4 separate regions of the Sus scrofa genome follow, and regions 1, 2 and 4 are each linked to region 3. The links are chromatin contacts, called in public HiChIP or PLAC-seq and promoter capture Hi-C maps. All regions are on one chromosome and are shown on one strand. The core of a region is the stretch at or near the end of the contact, and the rest is flanking DNA. Distances in the headings are between cores, read along the strand shown.

What was found. Promoter capture Hi-C pulls out the DNA fragments that hold promoters and counts their contacts. HiChIP or PLAC-seq counts read pairs in DNA pulled down with a chosen protein or histone mark.
Region 1: a contact with region 3 is called in a promoter capture Hi-C map of liver, with 3 times the contacts expected there. The contact joins the promoter of LOC106510528 here to the promoter of ZFP14 in region 3. A contact is called at or near these places in 2 of 5 promoter capture datasets (fetal liver and liver), 1 of 47 Hi-C or Micro-C datasets (heart right ventricle) and 2 of 2 datasets of contacts at active chromatin or transcription factors (alveolar macrophages and skeletal muscle).
Region 2: an H3K27ac HiChIP or PLAC-seq map of alveolar macrophages shows a contact between it and region 3. The contact joins the promoter of ZNF260 here to the promoter of ZFP14 in region 3. A contact is called at or near these places in 1 of 5 promoter capture datasets (liver) and 2 of 2 datasets of contacts at active chromatin or transcription factors (alveolar macrophages and skeletal muscle).
Region 4: a contact with region 3 is called in an H3K27ac HiChIP or PLAC-seq map of alveolar macrophages. The contact joins the promoter of ZNF829 here to the promoter of ZFP14 in region 3. A contact is called at or near these places in 1 of 47 Hi-C or Micro-C datasets (skeletal muscle) and 1 of 2 datasets of contacts at active chromatin or transcription factors (alveolar macrophages).

Annotation. Positions count from the first base shown.
Region 1 is chr6:45,742,576-45,745,275 of Sscrofa11.1, forward strand. It overlaps LOC106510528 (zinc finger protein 461), which reads left to right and starts at 1,269. Exons shown (of 4, transcript XM_021097140.1): 1 at 1,269-1,415. The coding sequence starts at 1,407.
Region 2 is chr6:45,856,650-45,859,349 of Sscrofa11.1, forward strand. ZNF260 (zinc finger protein 260) reads left to right here and starts at 1,425. Exons shown (of 5, transcript XR_002345315.1): 1 at 1,425-2,700.
Region 3 is chr6:45,986,299-45,989,095 of Sscrofa11.1, forward strand. ZFP14 (zinc finger protein 14 homolog) reads left to right here and starts at 1,362. Exons shown (of 4, transcript XM_013998455.2): 1 at 1,362-1,472.
Region 4 is chr6:46,120,035-46,122,832 of Sscrofa11.1, forward strand. It overlaps ZNF829 (zinc finger protein 829), which reads left to right and starts at 1,492. Exons shown (of 6, transcript XM_013998466.2): 1 at 1,492-1,768; 2 at 2,423-2,496. The coding sequence starts at 2,464. It overlaps ZNF568 (zinc finger protein 568), which reads right to left and starts at 1,472. Exons shown (of 8, transcript XM_021097146.1): 1 at 1,301-1,472.

The sequences.
Region 1 (2,700 bases), core at 19-2,518, 240 kb before region 3:
CACTGAGCCACTATGGGAATTCCCATCATTGTCTTTTTATAGGTAGTAAACTCAATCTCACACACTTGTAATACTGCAGTCTCTCATGTAGTTACTAATATAAAATCACAACCATATACACTATCTCTATCAAGATTTTAACTTACATAAGTTGCCTTCTAACACACACAAAAATGTATCTACCAAATCTCTCATGTGATCTCCTACCCAATCATACTCAGTTAAAATATCAAACTCAAATCACAGCATTATACTCACTCACTGAACATATATTTTCACTGTCATAAAATTCATCCAGAGATTTGGCTCTAGTCACAAACCACTTTCACAAACTTCGTACGTTTCACTCAACACTCTCTCCCAGTGATAGTCTCAAGTGCACACCATCTCACACATATGATCAAGAATCGACAAAGAAACACAATCCCATGTTCTCACAGATACATTTCCTCACACAAGAGATAGGGTTTCTGGCCTCTCAGCAAGGTTAAAAATCTTTACCATAGATTTGTCCCTTCTGGCAGTTAATCTGTACTAGTTTCCACCCCTCTCAGTTAATTCCAGTCTCTCATGCACACTTAGACACACAGTATCACCTCACAACCCCCCCCTCCCCTCCACCGCCAAGATAAGGCTCAGAACCAGTTCACCCTTCACCAGGAATCTGTGATTCATCCATTCGGTGCCTCCTAGTCCTAAGAGACAAGCTTCCTCCCTTCTCTAGTGAAATTCACCCGCGGACACTCGCCACAGCCAAATCCTCCCAGTAGTCACAGGTAGACCTGGCACACTGAATGTTACAAGGTCATTGCCTGTGTAACCGCGCCACCCGCAATCATGAGTAACCAATCACTGTCTCAAGCGCATACCTAAATCACATCACATTATGCCACCACACAAACACTGCGCGTGGCCAAGCTCACCGCCTAAACCTATACAAGTATGCACCACATCCGCTTTCACATACGAGTTTTCTCACGCTTGACACCCTCCACTCGCTGTCACATAATCCTCTCCCTCTCGATCTGACGCGCTTTCGGATACGTGGACAGAAAACACATCCAGCATAGCAACCGCACAGCAGAGGCTGAAGCTCTCTGCATCAGATCCGAGTTTGCGCCCCTCAGTTGGGCGGTGGTGGCATCTCTCATAGCCTCATTGAAAGCGCGCAGGTGCGGCAGGAAGTCTGGCGGAAGATCTACCTACTTCGCTAGCCTCCCAGGCTCCTTGCTCGCGGACTACGTTTCCCAGAGCCCACAGCGCGCCAGAGCTACTTCCGGTAGGAACGTCGGGTGAATGGTCAGCGGCAGAGGCGGTTGAGGGCTTCCCAGGACGGGTTCAGTAGGCAGGGCTCTGCGTGGGTCCTGGAATTCGAGTCAGAGCTTGGACCAGAGCTCCTCCTGAGGATGCTGAAGGTAACGAATCCTGTCGCCCCAGGACTGGCAAGAGGAGTGTCTGGAGTGTTAGGTTTCTAAGTGCAGGAGCAACCGGAGGGAGGGATTAGGATGTGGGTGTGTGACGGAAATTAGTCTCCGGACTAAGTGTATTTGGCTGTTGTGACAGCTCCTGGAGTCATGCTTTTGTGACAGTGTAATTGTGTGCATGGGCATATGTGTAAATGACGTTTGTGTTTGTGACCATGATTGCAATTGGCTCTTTGTGTAAGCCCCATTTATTTATATAAAAGAAAAGCACATTTACACAAACCCTTACAACCACGCAACGAAGTAGTTAGGGAGACATTCCAGTAGTCACCTGTGGATTCATACACGCGTCATAAAACCAAAATCACATAAGCTACCCCATGTTTATTATCACAAAACTTCAGGCAAAGCGACATATATTATAGCAACAGCAAGTAATGAAAACAAAAAAACTACTCTTGGAGTTCTCTTATGGCTCATCAGGTTAAGGATCCAACTGCACTATCACCTTGCAGTGGCTTGGGTCACTCCTGTGACCCGGGTTCGATCCCTGGCCTAGGAACTTGCACATGTCACAGGCGCAGCCAAAAAACAAACAAGCACTACCCTTGCCAACTTAGTCTACTTCCTCAACTGAAGAGCTCTCACAGGATCTGAAGAGCTCACACAAGAATCATAGAAATAGAGAACATAACATAGAGCAGAAACTTATGACCTAGAACATAGAAACATAGCTCACACAATCATAGAAATGTAGTCTCCACGGCTCTGGCTACTGCATATCACACTCAAAAGTCACACAAAGTTTGAGCTGCAGGAAAAGCCTGTTATCTCATAATTTTTCTCTGCCTCACTATTTCTGCCATTCCCCTTAGAAACACCTCGAATGGGGAGTTCCCGTCGTGGCGCAGTGGTTAACGAATCCAACTAGGAACCATGAGGTTTCGGGTTCGATCCCTGCCCTTGCTCAGTGGGTTAACCATCCAGCGGTGCCATGAGCTGTGGTGTAGGTCGCAGACGTGGCTCGGATCCCGCGTTGCTGTGGCTCTGGTGTAGGCTGGCAGCTACAGCTCCGATTAGACCCCTAGCCTGGGAACCTCCCATATACCGTGGGAACGGCCCAAGAAATGGCACAAAGACCAAAAAAACCCCACCTCAAATGGGCTAAAAGAATAGCACTGTTGCATGTACAAAAAGTGTCTAAGATTATTGAGTGCTGCTTCTTCCCTGAAATGTTCATATTAACCTTCAAAAATTCCTTTGTTATGGGAGTTCC
Region 2 (2,700 bases), core at 175-2,674, 130 kb before region 3:
ACAAAATCAGGATTTTTTTTTTTTTTTGGTCTTTTTAGGGCTGCACCCGCGGCATATAGAGGTTACCAGGCTAGGGGTCAAATCAGAGCTATAGCTGTCGGCCTACACCACAGCCACAGCAATACCAGATTGAAGCCGCCTCTGTGAACTACACCACAGCTCAAGGCAGCACTGAATCCTTAACTCACTGACTGAGGCCAGGGATAGAACCTGCGTCCTCATGGAACCACAACAGGAACTCCAAAATCAGGATGTTTGTAGCAATACAGACTGGATACTGCGTTAGTCACACATACAATAAAACAACACTAATGTTAAAAATATTCTCAAATAGGAGTTCCCGTCGTGGCACAGTGGTTAACGAATCCGACTAGGAACCATGAGGTTGCGGGTTCGGCCCCTGCCCTTGCTCAGTGGGTTAACGACCCGGCGTTGCCGTGAGCTGTGGTGTAGGTTGCAGACGCGGCTCGGATCCCGCGTTGCTGTGGCTCTGGCGTAGGCTGGTGGCTACAGCTCCGACTGGACCCCTAGCCTGGGAACCTCCATATGCCGCGGGAGCGGCCCAAGAAATAGCAACAACAACAACAACAACAAAAAGACAAAAGACAAAAAAATAATAATAATAATAAAATATTCTCAAATAACTCAATTATGTGAGAAGTTATAATAACATCACTTAAATGAAAACATAAAAAATATATATGTATCTATATATCTTCATATGTGTACACGTGTAAAAACAAAATAGCACACAAGATAAACTGTTTGCCATATTAATTTTAAAAATTAGGAAGTTCAAGGAAGACGTTTCCAAAGAGAAATACTAGGTTCCAGGTTAATGACGGGTCTTTGTTATGCGTTTGCCAAGAAAAAAAAAATCACTTCCTGAAAAAAACAAAGCGAAAATATCGTCACCTTTAAAAAGACTTTTAGATGTCACAACTAATATTTTCTCCTCCTCTGAGATTTCTCTTGGAAGAGGACTATGTTAGCTAGACAGCAGTAAGTAAAAAATGGGGTTAAACCAAAGTGTGCTTGGTTTTGCAGAAACCGTTAAATTGCATAAAGTTCCAAACACCACATGTTTCAAAAAATTAGTGGGAACAAACAACCAAAACACATGTTTGCTTACAGATTTTGGCAACCTAGAGTAACCTTTGCCTCTTTAATATGCCTGCCTTTTCGAGACTATGCATTGCCCCTCACCCCCACCCCGGGTTTAAAACTTCTCCCTCCAGCTCTGGAGAAACAGTGCTTTGAGAGCTATCTCCCTGTCTCCTTACTTGTCACAAGTAATACATGCTTCTGCTTTAATCGAAAGCACGTGGTGTGTTTATTGGCTCCGCACTACAAGGGACAGACCCAATGAGCCGCTAATAGACCGAGATGGGCAAGAACAACTTTTTTTTTTTTTTTTTAGGGCACACCCGCGGCATATGGAGGTTTCTAGGCTAGGGGTCCAATCGGAGCTACAGCTGCCAGCCTACGACCCACATCACAGCTCACCGCAACGCCGGATCCTTAACCCACTGAGCGAGGCCAGGGATCAACAGCAACCTCATGGTTCCTAGTCGGATTCGTTTCTGTTGCGCCACGAAGGGAACTCCCGAACCTTTCTTGGGGTCCAAATGATAAAGTCACCTTACTCCCTTGCCCTCCCGCCCCCAAAAGAGGAAGGCTAACAGAGAAGATCTAGGCTTCCACTTTAACCTCAATATCATATTCAAGGTCTTTACTGCTAAGGGGAAGAGCCATCCCGTTTCTCACATATGACTATACGTGACACACAGTGCCGACCCTCAAATTTACGCATCCAGTGCTGCACAGTCACATATCTACCGCTAGACACAAAGGTAACAACCTCAGTCATAAATTCTTCCCTCCGCACAGTGCCACACAGTTTCCGTTGGGACGCAGTCACAGAAGCACAATCACAAAACTCCCTATGCCTGCACACAAAGAGGAACACATGGTCATTTAGAAAAAATTCACACACCTACCACAGGGACACACAGTATCACACCACGGCGACTCGCTACGTAAAACTCCTCACATACATAAACACGGTATCACACACAGTCACAAAAAAAAGACACATCACTGAAGCACAGAGTCACACACAACTTCATAACCGACACTCCCCTCCCCAAACCCGCCCATTCCGCCTGAACAGACTTAAAACAAGTCTTGATCCCGGTTCCGCGAGACAGACGTTTCACCTCCAATCTCCCGCGCAGGGCATCAGCGGCCGGGCTCAACCACTCGAGACTAAGGCCCGGCTGCCGAAGAGCTCCGCTCAGAGCCGCCGCCGGAGACCGCGGCGCCCTCTGGGAAATGTAGTTGAGCGCCGCACTCGCGAGGGACAAGATGGCGCCGGGGGTGAACCCGGCCAAAGAGATCCGCCCACCACTCCATTCTTCACCCCTGCTCGCCCCCAACCTCAAACGCGCCCTGGAGCTTGGCGCTCCTGGCATACCCTGGCACTGTGGCTTCTAGTGGGAATCACCCCAGCGTGCTTAAAGTGAGCTTATTGTATATAACCCGAGGCATATCACTGCCCTCTCCCAGAAGTAGACCTAACACAGGTAGAATGTTATTTACCTAAGTCCTGAGGCTCAGCCTAGAGACACTTGTCCCCCGACAAGGGAGACAGTGCCAAAGCTATGGTGGAGTTGAGAAAGCGCGAAAGACGATTGGAAT
Region 3 (2,797 bases), core at 112-2,611:
GCAACAGTCTTAAAACGGCCTGGTAAAAAGAAAGAGCACTGTATATTTTAGCTTTTAATTTTTGCTTGAAAATTTGTCTAGATACAGAGAAATGTTTCATAAAAGAAGGGTCAATTCATCGGGAAGACACACAATCATAAATGTGCACGTACTATAATAATGGAGCTTCAAAATATATGAAGCAAAAACTGAAATTCACAATCATAGTTTTCATGTGACTCCTACTTCATATCTTCCTGTTTGCAAAATGAGAACTAAGATTAGCCTAGACATTTTCAAATACTTTCTAAAGTTTTATATTTTTAAAAAAAGTTTTATGTTCTTGAGAGAAGAAAAATTCTTCCTTCTATTAACTAATACATAAAAAATGTAAGATGGAGAAGCTGCTACAGTGTAGTCCCTGGTAGGCTTATCCGGTTTCTTAGGAATGAACCCAGGACGGGATGAATTCAATTATTACTCATCTGAGAGACTTCGGAAGACACCCTTCCTAATGTTCACTTTTCAATCGTCCTCATCAGTATGTATGTATGTATTTAACAGGGCTTGAAAATACTTTGAAGCAATACCGGGTAGAACTAAAAGGAAAATAGAAATAGACACACCTCTCTTAGTAATTACTAGGACTAGATTTTTTAAAAATCAGTAAGGATAAATAACATCTAAATGACAATACCCACTACCTTAACCTAACAGATTTTTACAGAACTATCCGTCCACAAGCTCAAGAGGGAAGGAGGGGGAAAAAAAAAAAAACCAAAACAATCCGGGAGAGAATAGGAAGGGAGGAGGGAGCGAGCACTAAGCAACCTCTGTGTGTCCAGGTTCTGCTAGGGTTTGGAGGATATTGAGACTTTTTTTCCCCCCCCAGGGCCGCACCTGCAGTTTATGGAAGTTACCAGCCTAGGGATCGAATTGAAGCTGCAGCTGCTCGCCAGCCACAGGCTGGATCCCAGCCTCGTCTGCTACCTACACCACAGCTCATGGCGATGCTGGATCCTTACTTAACCCACTAAGCGAGGTCAGGGATCGAACTCGCATCCTCATTGGTACTAGTTGGGTTCGCTTCCTAAGCCACAACGGGAACTCCGGATTTTGAGTCTTGAGGTACAACCACGTCCTGCTTGGGTATACACACCCGAGCACCTGCTATGTGCGTAGTACATATATTAGGTGCCTGCTGCACTTCTCTTAGCACTAGTAGGGGTTTCTCAAAAACAACGCTAACCCAAGTTCGAGGAGGGTGCCTCGGTCAGCCTGGGACAGCCTCGAAGGCTCTCAGGCAGCAGTCCAACCGTCTCGGAGACTCAAGGACCCTGGGGATTCTCCGCCTGAGCTGGACAACCCGCACTTGCGCATTCGGCGCAGCCAGCTGGGGCGCGGACCAGGCCCTCCCTAGCCGGGACTACATCTCCCACAGGCCTCTGCGCCTACTTTCCTTCCGCCTTCCTTGCTGGTGTCGGCTCGGAGAGGTGAGTTGCTCGCGTGCATTGAGGAAATGGGCGCGGGGGCGGCGCGGGGGCGGCGCGGCCCTGTGTGTGCAGGGCTGCAGTGACTGTGTAGTTTGTGACGCTGAGTGGACATTGGGTTCCCCGATGCATCCTCTGTCCGCCCGCTTCGGGGCCGCACAGATGCAGCGGCCCAGAATGGCTCCGAGTTAGATTTATGAACCCCACAGTGAAGGCCCCTAACAAAAAGACGCAGTCTGAAGAACAACAGCTTTCAAAGCCACAGCTTAACCAGAGCTCCCTCCCAAGGCAGCTCTAGAGAACTCGTAGACAGATACCAGCCCAGGTCTTTGTACTCTGGCCGTTCTCTCTGATACCGGGAAGGGTCAGCTTCACCCCAGGCTCCCTGTTATTTCCATCGGGTTTGGTGTGTGGTGGATGGTGGGAGAAAGTGTGGTAGTGAAACCGGACACGGTCCTGTGGGGCTCCTGGGCGCAAGAGTAGCGGGGGTGTGTCTTTAGCCTGGCCTGGCTTACCTCCAAAAAAAGGCTCAGTGCGTTGAGATTCCTGTTTCCTTACCCCAGCCTGCTGATCTTTAGGACGGAGAGAGAAAGGAGGAAATAATTGCATATATTTATATTTGTGTATGTATATGCACATATGTATATATATATGAGTTTGTTTTTTCTCTTTGTTCCATGAAATGTAATTTTTATTTTTTCTGGACATGGTGGTATTTGCTTCTCCTGATGAAAGAGTGAAAAAATCAGGTCGGACCGAAAAGAGAAAAAGCGACGCTCCCATTAATGAGATTGGAAAAGAAAAGATAAAGCCAGCTGCAGAGTTAATAGAAAACATTATTTCTGCCCAGGTCATGCAGCAGTTGTAAAATGCTCCCTGTTTGAGAGCTTAAAGTGTGCTTACCAATGATGCTACTTTTATTTTATTACTAGAGATACTCAGTTGCTAAATTACCCTCACTTCACTGATAGCACTTAATCTCCAGTTAATCCTTGCCTCTTCTGTTCTCACCTCAGAAACAGCAGTGGTTCCAGAATTGTTCCCACTTCCTCAGGTTCCTTCAGTTGGAGCTCAGCTCTTTACAGAAGAGGTTTTCTTATCCTTTTTGTTGCCGAAACTCGGCTTCTGTCCACTGGTGCTGAATAGAAACACAGAGTTTTGGGTGAAAGAGGAAAAAAGTAGCCCTTATTGCCTTGCCAGGCAGAGGAGGCCACAGCAGGCTAATGCTTTAAAGACTGTGCCCTACATTGAAAAGTACTGCAGGGAGTTTTATAGTAAAAAGAAGAAAAACAGGTTTCTGGATAAGAATCAGGGTTGAGGGCAAATAT
Region 4 (2,798 bases), core at 242-2,741, 130 kb after region 3:
ATACATTCACACTTTTTGCCATATAACTTTGCTTTGTCCTCTGACTGTGGGTGTAATTAATGTTAACCTTAGGCACCTGACTGGCTTTGGCTAACCCAATATTAGTATGATTGGGAAAAGAAATTTTTTTTTTTTGTCTTTTTGCTATTTCTTGGGTCGCTCCCACAGCATGTGGAGGTTCCCAGGCTAGGGGGTCTAATCGGAGCTGTAGCCACCGGCCTACACCAGAGCCACAGCAACTCGGGATCCGAGCCGTGTCTGCAACCTACACCACAGCTCACGGCAACGCCGGATCGTTAACCCACTGAGCAAGGGCAGGGACTGAACCCGCAACCTCATGGTTCCTAGTCGGATTCATTAACCACTGCGCCACGACGGGAACTCCAGGAAAAGAAATTTTAAGGATGCTTTTAAGATCTGTCTTGTACTCTGGTGATCCACCATGAGAAGAACATGTCCTGGTAACCACTGTCCTTTTAGCCTGAGCTGCAGAAAGAACGCCTATGGAGCAGGTCTGAATCCATTCTGCAGCCCATCCATCCAGGCAGGCCCAGCCTAGGTAAAATGAACATAAAGGACCTGTAACCCTATGAACAAGAAAATAAATGCTTGCTGTTGTATTCCACCGAGTTTAAGAGCTGTTTGTCAGGCAGCATTATTATAATGACAATAAATAATACATATAATAAAAAAAGCCAAAAGAAGGCCCAAAAAATAAATAAATAAAATAAATCTGGACAATGTCACCAAAGGAAAGAGGGCTAACAAAGAGTGGGCAATGAGGAAAAAGGACCACTTGAAACCAAATACAATTTTTTTCAAGCGGTTACCAATTATGCCTACACAGAAGTCAACTCAGGCAAGACAAGAACCACTACACAAATTACAATTGCCAACACCTCACCACACTCACACATTGCACATCCACCTAGCAATTACACAAACAACACCACAAACGTTTTCATAAATCACAATCACGAACATCACCATTACACATCCTATCACAATTACTCCATCACACTCATACACAACCACACCCCCATCACTCTCACATCACCACAATCTCTCTCTCTCTCTCACTCACACACACACACACACACACACACACACACAGTAACTCTCCACCACAGTTTCTCGTTCTGAGAACTCCAACAACTCTCCAGGAGCATTCTCCGCACTGCCGCTACTCCAAACACTTGGGGCCTCCTTAAAGGCTCCACCCCTTTAGCCGCGCGCTGATGCTGCCCAGATGGCTTGAGCCCCTTCCTTAAGTCCCGCTCTGGGGACACGGCAGCGTCACCTGCCGGAAACGCCCGAATGCACATCTAGCGCGCAGTTTCCGAGAGGATGGATGAAGGAGACCCGAGGAAGGCCCGGGCCAGGCGCTGGCAACGTCGAACCACCCCACCGCGTCTGCCTCCCAACGGACGTTCCACAACACAACACCTCCCAGAAGGCCTCACGGCTTGACTCAACTTCCGGCCAGAACAGAGGGGGCGTTTCCTGTGTGAGGGAGACCGGGGTGAGCCTGGTCGGCTCAGGTGGTTAAGCCCGAGTGCCCGAGCTACCGCGCGTGGCGTCTCTGAGGCCCGACTAAATTCACAGTTGCGGGGGCAGTCGATCAGGGTGAGCCCTAGCAGGGCGCTGAGAGAAATCAGCTGTGGGGCCCACTGTGGACCACATTTCCCAGAGGGCCTAGCGGCCGGTCGCTCTTCTCGCAGGAACTCGAAATTTGCGTCACGCCTGGCGGGACTGTTAGATCCATGAGGTGGGCGATCGTGGGCCCGTGGGGCACTGGTTCAGCTCTGCGGGTTGGGATCCTGGGGGACCTGGAGGAGGCTGAAATTGAGGAGGCCAGAGGCTGATACGGAGGCTGGTGCTTGTGCCTGTGCGGGCGGAACGGACTGAAAAAGGGGAGATTTTGCGACCCTTTTGCATATGGGGTTGTGACCGTGTGTCCCTATGGTGGTGTGTGATTGTGACCACGCGACACTAGGATACCTGCGGCTATGCGAATGTAACATGTGTTCCATGGTGAGTTTGGTATATTATCTGTGTTGCCATGTGTGGTTCTATGTGTGCAGGTGTGGAGTGTGTGTTCCCTTGTTTTAAGTATGTCTGTGCCTCATGAATGTAGCACCGCGTTTATGGGTAGGAGGCTCCTGTCAACTGTGCGATTGTTACTTCACAGCTCTGTCTCTAGGAAACCTCTGTGAGGTTTGGTCAGACTTTAGTCCTCGACAGCTGTAACCTCAACTTTCTCCTGAAACACTGAAATTGGGTGGGACGCCCCATTTTCCTCTGATCTCCATTCCCTGAGTGTGTGCTGAGGCTTAGGGCTGAGACTGGGGCTGAGCCCTGACTTGACCAGTTTGAGCAATCAGAAAAACCTGGTGTCTCAAACTATTACTTTCTCATCTAGTTCTACCCTTTGCCAAGTGAGGAGCAGAAGAGAAGGAAAGAATGCATGCTGAACTTCTACAAGCAGTGTCCAAAGTATGTTGAAGTTTCTTTTTTGCTTTCCTTCTTCTGAAAATTAATGCTTAATAAAGATATGTCACTTGAGGAGTTCCTGTTGTGGCTCAGTGGGTTAAGAACCCAACAAATAGGACACAGGTTCAATTCCTGGCCCTGCTCAGTGGGTTAAGGATCTGTGTGGCCATGAGCTGTGGTGTCTGCTAATGTGGCTTGGATTTGGCGTGGCCATGGCTGTGGCTGGCAGCTGCAGCTCCAGTTTGACCCCTAGCCTGGGAACTTGCATATGCTGCAGGTGCCACCCTAAAAAGACCAAGAAAAAA